2 separate regions of the Cricetulus griseus genome follow, and region 2 is linked to region 1. Evidence: chromatin contacts called from public Micro-C data. All regions are on one chromosome and are shown on one strand. Each heading gives the region's core, a stretch centred on a gene start, on an enhancer-like site or on the middle of the called end of the contact. The rest is flanking DNA. Distances are from core to core; before and after follow the strand shown. Region 1 overlaps Slc22a23 (solute carrier family 22 member 23). Region 2 overlaps Pxdc1 (PX domain-containing protein 1).

Evidence for each region. Hi-C and Micro-C count contacts between places; a contact is called where the count stands out from the background.
Region 2: a contact with region 1 is called in a Micro-C map of the CHO-K1 cell line, with 10 times the contacts expected there. The contact joins two enhancer-like sites. A contact is called at or near these places in 7 of 8 Hi-C or Micro-C datasets (the CHK-Q cell line, the CHL-YN cell line, the CHO-K1 cell line and 3 more).

The regions. Positions count from the first base shown.
Region 1 is chr3:254,010,034-254,014,402 of CriGri-PICRH-1.0, reverse strand. It overlaps Slc22a23 (solute carrier family 22 member 23), which reads left to right. Exons shown (of 10, transcript XM_035442910.1): 9 at 461-584. Among named protein-coding and RNA genes, the nearest start is that of Psmg4, 21 kb to the right of the region's middle. Within about 2 kb of position 2,347, at least 2 of the 6 cell types and tissues checked have open chromatin away from gene starts, as enhancers often do. A contact at or near this core is called in the CHO-K1 cell line, where this site is marked.
Region 2 is chr3:254,435,306-254,439,674 of CriGri-PICRH-1.0, reverse strand. It overlaps Pxdc1 (PX domain-containing protein 1), which reads left to right. Exons shown (of 5, transcript XM_027409265.2): 2 at 3,462-3,553; 3 at 4,298-4,369. Among named protein-coding and RNA genes, the nearest start is that of Pxdc1, 13 kb to the left of the region's middle. Within about 2 kb of position 2,319, at least 3 of the 6 cell types and tissues checked have open chromatin away from gene starts, as enhancers often do. A contact at or near this core is called in the CHO-K1 cell line, where this site is marked.

The sequences.
Region 1 (4,369 bases), core at 1,098-3,597:
TGAATTATTCCATTTGGTCATGTGTGGTTTTGTACCCTTAAATCAACATTGACTCTGGATTGGGTGGGTCAACCCTGAGATTGTCGTCTGGAATCTAGGGCAGATGGTATGCCACTGTGGCATCAGGCCCCACCCCCCAGACTGCCTTCTGCCTGGCACAGCCTCTGGATGAGGAATTCTACAGGCCACTGTGAGCTCAGCATGCTTGGTGCCCAAGAGACTTACAGAGGCCAACAGCAGAATGTTTAAAGGGCTCCAGGTTCCTAAGCCTAGAGGACTGCCCACCCAGAGGTCACTGCATGCCCAACTGTACCACAAACTGGGTATTGGGGAGGAGGGAGCTCCTGGGCTATCCCAGGCTTCCCTTCCCCAATCCTCACCCCAGTTCACCCCTTGTCTGGCTTCTGTTCTCTTCCCTTCTCTCCTACCTCATGGCCTCCTTCTTTGGATTCTTACCCAGGGATGAGTGACAGCGTCAAGGACAAGTTCTCCATCGCATTTTCCATCGTGGGCATGTTTGCATCCCATGCAGTGGGGAGCCTCAGCGTGTTCTTCTGTGCAGAGATCACCCCCACAGTGATAAGGTGGGTGATGGGATAATGCAGGACTTTCTTCTCAGAACTCAAGATTGGTCCATGTCTAGAGCAGCCTGTGTGTAAGAACTGTCATCAGTTCTGCCCCACCTAGGCCTCTGGACCAGGGTGTGGTGGAGTGCAGGGCATGTTGCCTGCCTGACTCACTGTCTGATGATCTGCTTCACCCTGACTCTCAGGGTCAGGTGGGAACTCAACCCTAGGTCCCATCATGACAGTTACCAGGGGAGACAAGGAACTGTTTAAGGTACAGGAAACATGACAAGAAATAGAAAGGGGAGTAATAAGTAAATCACTTTTGCTGAATTGTGGTAAAAAGCGCTGTCCACTGACTGACTCAGGACCAAGCTATTTCAGACAAAAGAGAAGGTAGGTACATCCCACCTGTAATCCTAGATTCTCAGGAGGCTGCAGTAGGAGGGTAGAGACTTCCAAGCCAACATGATCAACACAGCAAGACCCCATCTCAGCAAAAAGATGAGGACTGGGGATGTAGCTGAGGTGTTTGCCTAGCATGAGCAAAGCCCTGGGTTCAATCCCCAGCGCCCCGTAAACTGGTTTTAGTTTTGCATGCCTGCAATCCCAGCACTTGGGAGGAGGAAGCCAAAGAATCAGAGAATCCAAGGTCAGACTAGGCCATATATATGAACAAATTAGAAAACTGTTAGATAGAACTTTTTTTCTTCCTGGCCTGAGAACCTAATCACTAATCCAAAATTATATCAATGACTTAGTTAAGAAAGAAATCAAGGGCCTAATACTTTGCCAGCATTAGGCTAGGTAGGTAAGTAAGGCCGTGCAGATCCAGGTCTGAGAAAAGTTTGTCTTTCCCTCATAAGAGGTCCTAAGTGTTTGTTTGTAAAGTGGGATTACTGTACCTGGGTAGTGGTGCATTTGATCCCACTGGGACTGTAGTATAATAAAATTGGGGGATATTTGAAAGAGCATCACCTAACTGAGTCCCCTCTACCAGACACCTTCCTCCTAACACAGGGTGAACACTACTGAAGCCCAAAACCTGACATCTAAAACATTCCCAACCCAACACTGTTTTTTTGTTTTGATGTGGCAGAAGAAAAAAAAAATGTCAATGGGACAAACAGCATTTGTCCATAAACTTCTGTTTAGTGGACAAAATTGTTTTAAATATTGTATAAAATGACCCTCAGGCTCCACAAAGCATATGGGAGACATAAACGAATCTGTGTTTAGGCTGGGATTCCCTACTCCAAGATAGCTCAAGTTGTGTATGCAAATATTCCTAATTCAAAGGTACAAATCCCAAAGCATTCTCAGTAAGCGACTTCACTGCAGCTGCCACTTATTCCCCCTGCAGGGCTTGTGCTGCAGGCTTGTACTGCAGGGCGTGCATGGATCACACGGAGCTCCTTATTAGAATTGCATTAGCATTTCTCACACACATGCTCTTTTGAAATTGTGAGGGGGCAGTTGTTATTCAGCTGTGAGCTGAAACCCAGAAGTCAGCACGATAACACCCTTCAGAAGAACAAGCAGGCAGGCGTTACATTCAGATGGGACTCCGAGAGACTAATTATTTCAGGCCCTCCGGTGCTGGGACGGCTCCAGCTCGGGGAGCAGGTAGACAGGACTGTGGACTTACCTCCTTGCTGACAACAGAATTTTCTCATGACCTCATTTTGACTCACTCTCTTGGATTTTTATAATACAAGCTGAGGCTGCTGGCTATTGGTTCCTGTAATAAAATACCTAGTCATTGTATATTTAGGGAAAAGCAATTAGGCAGCTAGTAAGCCCTCTAGTTCCTGCCTTCTGCATGAGTCAAAGGCAGATGGACCAGAGGCTTGTTTTGCGCTTGCAGTTGTGAAACACCGAAGGCACACAGCAACTTACTCTTTCCCCGCCTAGCTAAATCCCATCCTTTATAAAAGAATCCAGAAAGATAATCTCTCAGATAGAACACAAGTCTCCACTAGTCCCGGGTTTCTGGTAGCCACTGGCAGCCATTGCATGACTCTCTGTACTTGTCTGGGGAAGACACCCCTTAATTCTGGCCTCCTTGTCAGTGTGCTTAGCAGGTGAGAATGAAAGAAATGTGGTATCCTTTTCCTCTTTGATACAAATCTGGAAAAATTATTTGGGGATAGAAATTGAACAAATACATCCTAATGTTCAGCTTGCCAAGATGACAAACAAGAAAAATATTTGGCCCTGGGTGATGTTTTGTACCTGCAGATGGCAAAAGGAAACTGAGTCCAGTTCCTAGCCAGGCTGAAAGAGTCTCTGGGAACTCTTCCCACCAGTGTTTTTTGCAGCTTTTCCTTGCAAATACGCCAATGAAGAATTCTCATGAGAGTCACTGGGTAAACATGCAACTTCCATACCACCCACTGTTGTAATTTAAGAAAATTTAAAAGGCAGACACCATGCAACAGGGTTCATGCAGAGGGTTTTTTTTAATTAGGGAAAGGGATCATAAGAAGGGGAAAGGGAAGGGAGGAGACTGGCCTCTGGAGACAGGAGCAGTAGGAGAGAGGAAAGAGGGAGAGGGAAAGGAAGAGAGAGAGAAGGATGGAAGGTGGTCAGGGCCCTTTTAAAAGGGGAACATAGTGAATGTGCATAGGAGGTGCTCTTAGTGGCTGCAGCTGAGGGTGTATCCCGTCAGAACCCCAAGGACAGGCCAGTACAGATGCCTGAATACTAACACCTACGCACAGGATGGAAATAAGATTTGATTTGGTCTATAGCGGGGAGCCACTTAGCCTCCAGACCACTGTGCTTACCTCTAGCCAGGCAGCAGCTTCTGAGATTTGTTTCCTAGGCTCTGGGCATTAGGTGAGTTGAAGACGGGCTAGGAAAAACCGGTTTCCATCCTTTCTCCCCAGTTTCTCTCCATCTTGGACAGAAGTGACTTGGGCATTCAAACATGATCTAGAAATAACCAGTGACTTTTATTATGGTGGATCACCTTTTCTTCCCACTGTTATCTAGAAGCTGAAGGTAGAAGCTCCTGCAGCCTACAGTGGCTTCCTTTCTTCACAACAACAGGACAAAGGGAAGAGAATGGGCAGGCGATCCTGACGAGCTGACAGTCTGCATAATTCCTCACCAGTCCATGGAGTTCTGGTGATGGACTTTTGTCCTTGCCCCATGCACTCTCCCTGCTTTTGTATCTACTAACTACTGCTTGCCTCTACTCAGGCGGCCCTATCTCTTTACTCTGGTCCAGATGGTGTGCATCAGATTGGCCTTGAGACTCTTCCCTCTGAGCAGGGTCCCCATGTCTGTCTTCTGCCCTGATGTTGCTTCAAGACAAGGCATCACAGAGAGACAGAATTACTGTCCATCCCCACAAACAGACAGCATTTGTTTAAGGAAATGATGCACCAGAGTGTGGCTCAATGGCACGGCATGTGCTGAGCATGAACACAGCCCTGTGTTTAATCCCAAACACCCATACCCAATAAACCATGGCTACCGGACATATATAGTCCTTACCAGGACCCCCTAAACACCTATTTACACTGCATTTGCATTGTGTTTGGTATTTTGAATAATGGTAGGCGCCTACCATTATTCATAATACCGAATGAAAAAGTTATAAAGGTTCCATGCACTACGTCAGCATTTTCTAAGAGGGACTTGAACATCTGAAGACCTGGGGGGTCTTAGAAACAGCCCCCCTACAGATACCAAGTGAGAACTGTATATGTAACTCGGCAATTTGTGTGAGTGTTCATACCTGGATAATTCTGGCAGCTCTCCATTTTTATGAGCAATTGAGTGCAATATTTGTG
Region 2 (4,369 bases), core at 1,070-3,569, 430 kb before region 1:
TTGACTGTGCCAGAGGCTGCACCATGGGCATTGGAGACTTGTTGGCCAACGGGGCCTGTTTCTCAGTGTTGTCCCACAGCTGTGAGAAATAGCAGGGTCAATATGCTAATGCTGTTTCTAGAGGCCTGAGGGGTACCCTTGCTTTTCTCTACTGCAGCCTGGTCATGGCAGGGCATGAAGTTCATGTTGAACATGAGACAGACAGCAAACAGTATTTTCAGTAGATCAGCCTTTACTATTGTGTTTCTTGTTTATCTGGAATTTACAGTTCACTGGATGTTCTATTTTTTCCTTGTGAAATCTGACTGTCCTGAAATACTGATTTATATAGATGATTTTGCTGTGCTAAAATACTGACCAAGGCAACTCACGGAAGGAGGAGCTTATGTGTGCTTATAGCGCCAGAGTCCAAAATGGCTGGGATAGCATGGCAGCGAGCAGTGGGCATGCAGCAGGGGTCCGGAGCTGAGAGCTCACATTTTGAACCGTAAGCAAGAAGAGAGAGAACTAAACATGGCGTGGGTTCTTAAACAGTCAAAGCTTGTCTCTGGTGACATACTTCCTCCAACAAGGCCACACCTACTAGACCTCCCCAGTTTCACTAACTGAGTGTTCAAACATTCTGAGCCTATCTGGGGACATTCTCTTTCAAACCACTACACTGGCTAGAGCAGAGTGTATTTACCTCTCCATTGGCAGGTGTAAACCCAACTAAGAGAAACAAAGATGTAACCAGGGTTCTGTCATCACAGCTAATGATCCACAATCAAAGCTCCTTCATTGAGAACCCAGACAGATGCTTCTACCTCGTGAAGTGGTGTAGATTGGCTTCACACCAGCTGCACACTGGCTGTACAGGAAGATGGTTTCCTATGGACCACGCTTTCAGAGAATAAAAGTAGTTGCTGTGTCAGCGTGATGGACTCCCATCTAGGACTGTAGTTCTGGGAAACCGGAAGACAGCTTTACTTCTTTGAAGGAAGCAGCCTTCTCTGGGACTGTTATATGATTTTCTTTTTTCTTCTTTACACTTTCCAAGGAGTTTTGACTTGGCTCTGTCCTCTGCAGACTACTCTGTAGCAAGGAAGGATGTTCAAAGTGGGCTAGTACAAAGAAGAGTCCTGCATCCTCATCCTTGGGTGTGCACACAGGCACACCCTCTTGCATCCTCATCCTCATGTATGCATGCAGCCACGCCCTCTTAATGACAGAGAGAAAGGAGAAAGGAGCCTTTGACTTCTCTCATTGTGTGGACACCATGAGTATGTTTACACCAGCTGAGCCAGCTGTGCTGTTTCTAGGTGATATCTCTTATAGACCACTGTCATTCATGTCACATGGTCCCCCAAACACACCATCATGCCACATATGACTATTTCTCTCTTTGAACAGCTCAGGGCTTTGGGCAGACATTCAGGAACTCTGGCACTCTGATGTTTTCTGCTTTGCTTTGCTTTTCCTTTCTTCAACAGACAGGGTTAGGGTGGGGCTTGGGAAGAGAGGGAGGGAATGGCTGAGTTCCTTCCTCTAGGGATGGCTAGGGTGTTGTCCTTGAATGTGGGCAGTGTATATGAAGCCTGAGGTTTTTCCAGTGGAGCAGTCACAACCCGCTCTGTCACCTCTGGGTTTTGCACATTCCATGGCTGAGGAGGGGGAGAGGGAGGAAGAAGGGACGGGATCAAAAAGTGCTATCAACAAGCAGGGGTACTTGCTCACCTGGAGGGCCAGATGAAGGAGGCACTGGTGTGGACATTAGGGGTAGCCTAGGTTAGCCTTTTAGAAATGTCCTCTCATTACATCTGGGGACTCTCGGGTAGGAGCTCTCAGGAACGGTGTGTTCTGGTGCCTCCTAATTTCAGCTTGTTTTTAGAAATTACTTTGATCGTGTTTGTTGATCCAGGTGGTCAGTTACTTAAAACCTTAACACTTTGCCTTTTGTGAACAAAGCCAGACAAGAACCTGAGAGAAACTTTTGGGGACTGACCATAGTTCTGGGATCTGGGTCTTTGGGGTTCTGTTGCAGATCCTGGGGATTGTGCCATTCTGGCCATACAGAGCCTTGGACAAAGCTAGTATACAAAGGAGTCATAATTCCATCCATTGAAAGCTGGTGAGAGAAGCTAAAGTGGGAAGTCTTATATTTGTATTGTTCATGGGAGACAGAGAAAACTTCTCATCTCCCAAGTATGGCCTTAAGCCATAAGATTTTAAAAATAAAATACTGCATGGCCCAACAGCCAGTCAGAGCCTGTGGTAACCACTCTGTGGTGCCTATAACAAGCACTGGTGCTTGGGTTCCTGGAGAGGGCCATGACTCATGCCCACATGGGCTTTCTCTGAGGTCTTTTTACCCATTGCATTTAGATGACTAAATATGGACTCCATTCATACAGACCTTGCGGTGTGGGCAACTGTCACTGGCAGAGTGAGTCCTTGCCTATGTCATCAGGGCTGGTAGGTCCTGGGCCACACACCCCTTGTTCAGTCATCATATTGATGGCAACTGAGGGGTCTCTGGCTGTGTCCCGGTATTAGTGGCATGGCCCCAGAATGTCCCACTGCAGGGCTGTCCTCCTTCCATTGTCATTTTTGGATGTGTGCCTTCACTTACAGCAGAGTCATACACCGTCGATGGTGCTTCGCAGGGCAGGGGTAGCACAGGCCTCACAGGTTAGCACTTGGCACACACACAGGCTGAGTGAGTGCCGAGTCTCCTTTATCTCAGCCTTGCCTTTCTGTTCTTTTAAGCGAAAGTTTACAAAACAAGTAATTCCTAAGTTTCAGTTTGCTTGCCATTCTGGGTAGCATGATGAATTGTTAAGCCACCTCACCCTGCCTCTCCTGAGATGAGAATGGTTCCTTTGTCTCTTGTCTTCACGATGTGTATGCCATCCCACCGCCAGCCATAGCAGCTGTCTCGTTGTCTCAGTGCTCAGGGTCCTAGGACCCCTGCTTTGCTTAGTGCCGGTCATAAAGTGGGGAAGTAGTGATGCTGGCCAGAGGGGCACGCAAAGAGAAGCTAAGGAGCCCCTCTTCAAGAGAAGAGGTGAATAATCTCACCTGAATAAGGAGACCAAAGCCAAAAGCAAACCCCACCAATGCAGGCAGAGGTGGCTAAGATCTACCGTAGAGGGCATTGTCTGTCTGTGAAACTGTGGAGGTGAAATTCATGGCAGTTTTCCAATCTCACTTCAGACTGCGGAAGCTACAGCTATGGCCATGGCATTTGATTTGGGCTGAATTATGGAAGAAAATGTTTATCATTTTGGGTCTGGCTCTATGTGTGGTTCAAGAATCCATGGCAGACATTGAGACATATATATTTTAGGAATAGGACATTTTGCTGTGGCAGATGACATCGTGGTGGAGTCCTTAGCGTGGGATACCTGTTGTGTATGTGTTACCTATGTCATCATAGGCTGCTCGCCTCTCTGACCTGGATGTTTCTGTCTCTGCTCTAGGACTGCTTGCCATCAAGGAAGCACATGACATAGAGACCAGGCTCAATGAGGTCGAGAAGCTGCTGGAGACTGTTATCAGCATGCCATGTAAGGTGAGCAAGACGTCTGGGGGGGCAGGGAGGCCAGAGTGGCCATCACCACCCAGACTTAAAGACAGCTCCCTGTATCTCACTCACTGTTTCACTGGCAGACAATCAAGGGAAGGAAGACTTCTGTGGGCTCTGCTAGGTTCTTTCAAGTCATGTGGTGTGAGGCAGGAGGGAACAGGCTTTCTACAGAAGTGGCAGGCTTTGCTTTCTTCCCTTGCCTCAGAACCCATTCTTCTTGCTTAGGTTTAACAGGCGCCAGGAAGCCAGGGGCTGTGTCAGCATCATTGGCAGCTACAGTGTTCAGTTCCGTCTCCCTGGAACTCACAGTGTTCAGTTCCATCTCCCTGGAGCTCACAGACTGAGTCTGTGAGCTTGATGTGGGGAACTAAGAACCTGGAGGGTCAGGCGGAACTCCTTAGCACTATTGTCCCCCTTGGTGAATGACTGAAGTAGAAGCGACCCAGCAGGTAGTAAGGAAGGGAGCTGGGTGTGATATACCAGCTGTGTGCAAAGCATTCCACAGAGCCACCCACCCTAGCCGGAGGCCTCGCCTGTTAGCCACTTGTAAACAAAGAAGCTGCAATGATCCACTCACTGGACACAGTCCATCAGCTCCTGCCCAGGCCCCAGGGCTGCCTTCTGAGCATCATGTCAGTTGGGGTTACCTCTGTGCACAAACACCAGCATCCCTGTGGAACCTACTATGGAGAGCTTTTCAGCCTCGGTAATGACTGTGTTTATCCCCAGTATTCTAGGTCAGAGGTTGTACTCACCTTCTTTGAAAGATCGCCTCTGGATCAGGTGTTAAAAAATGATAAT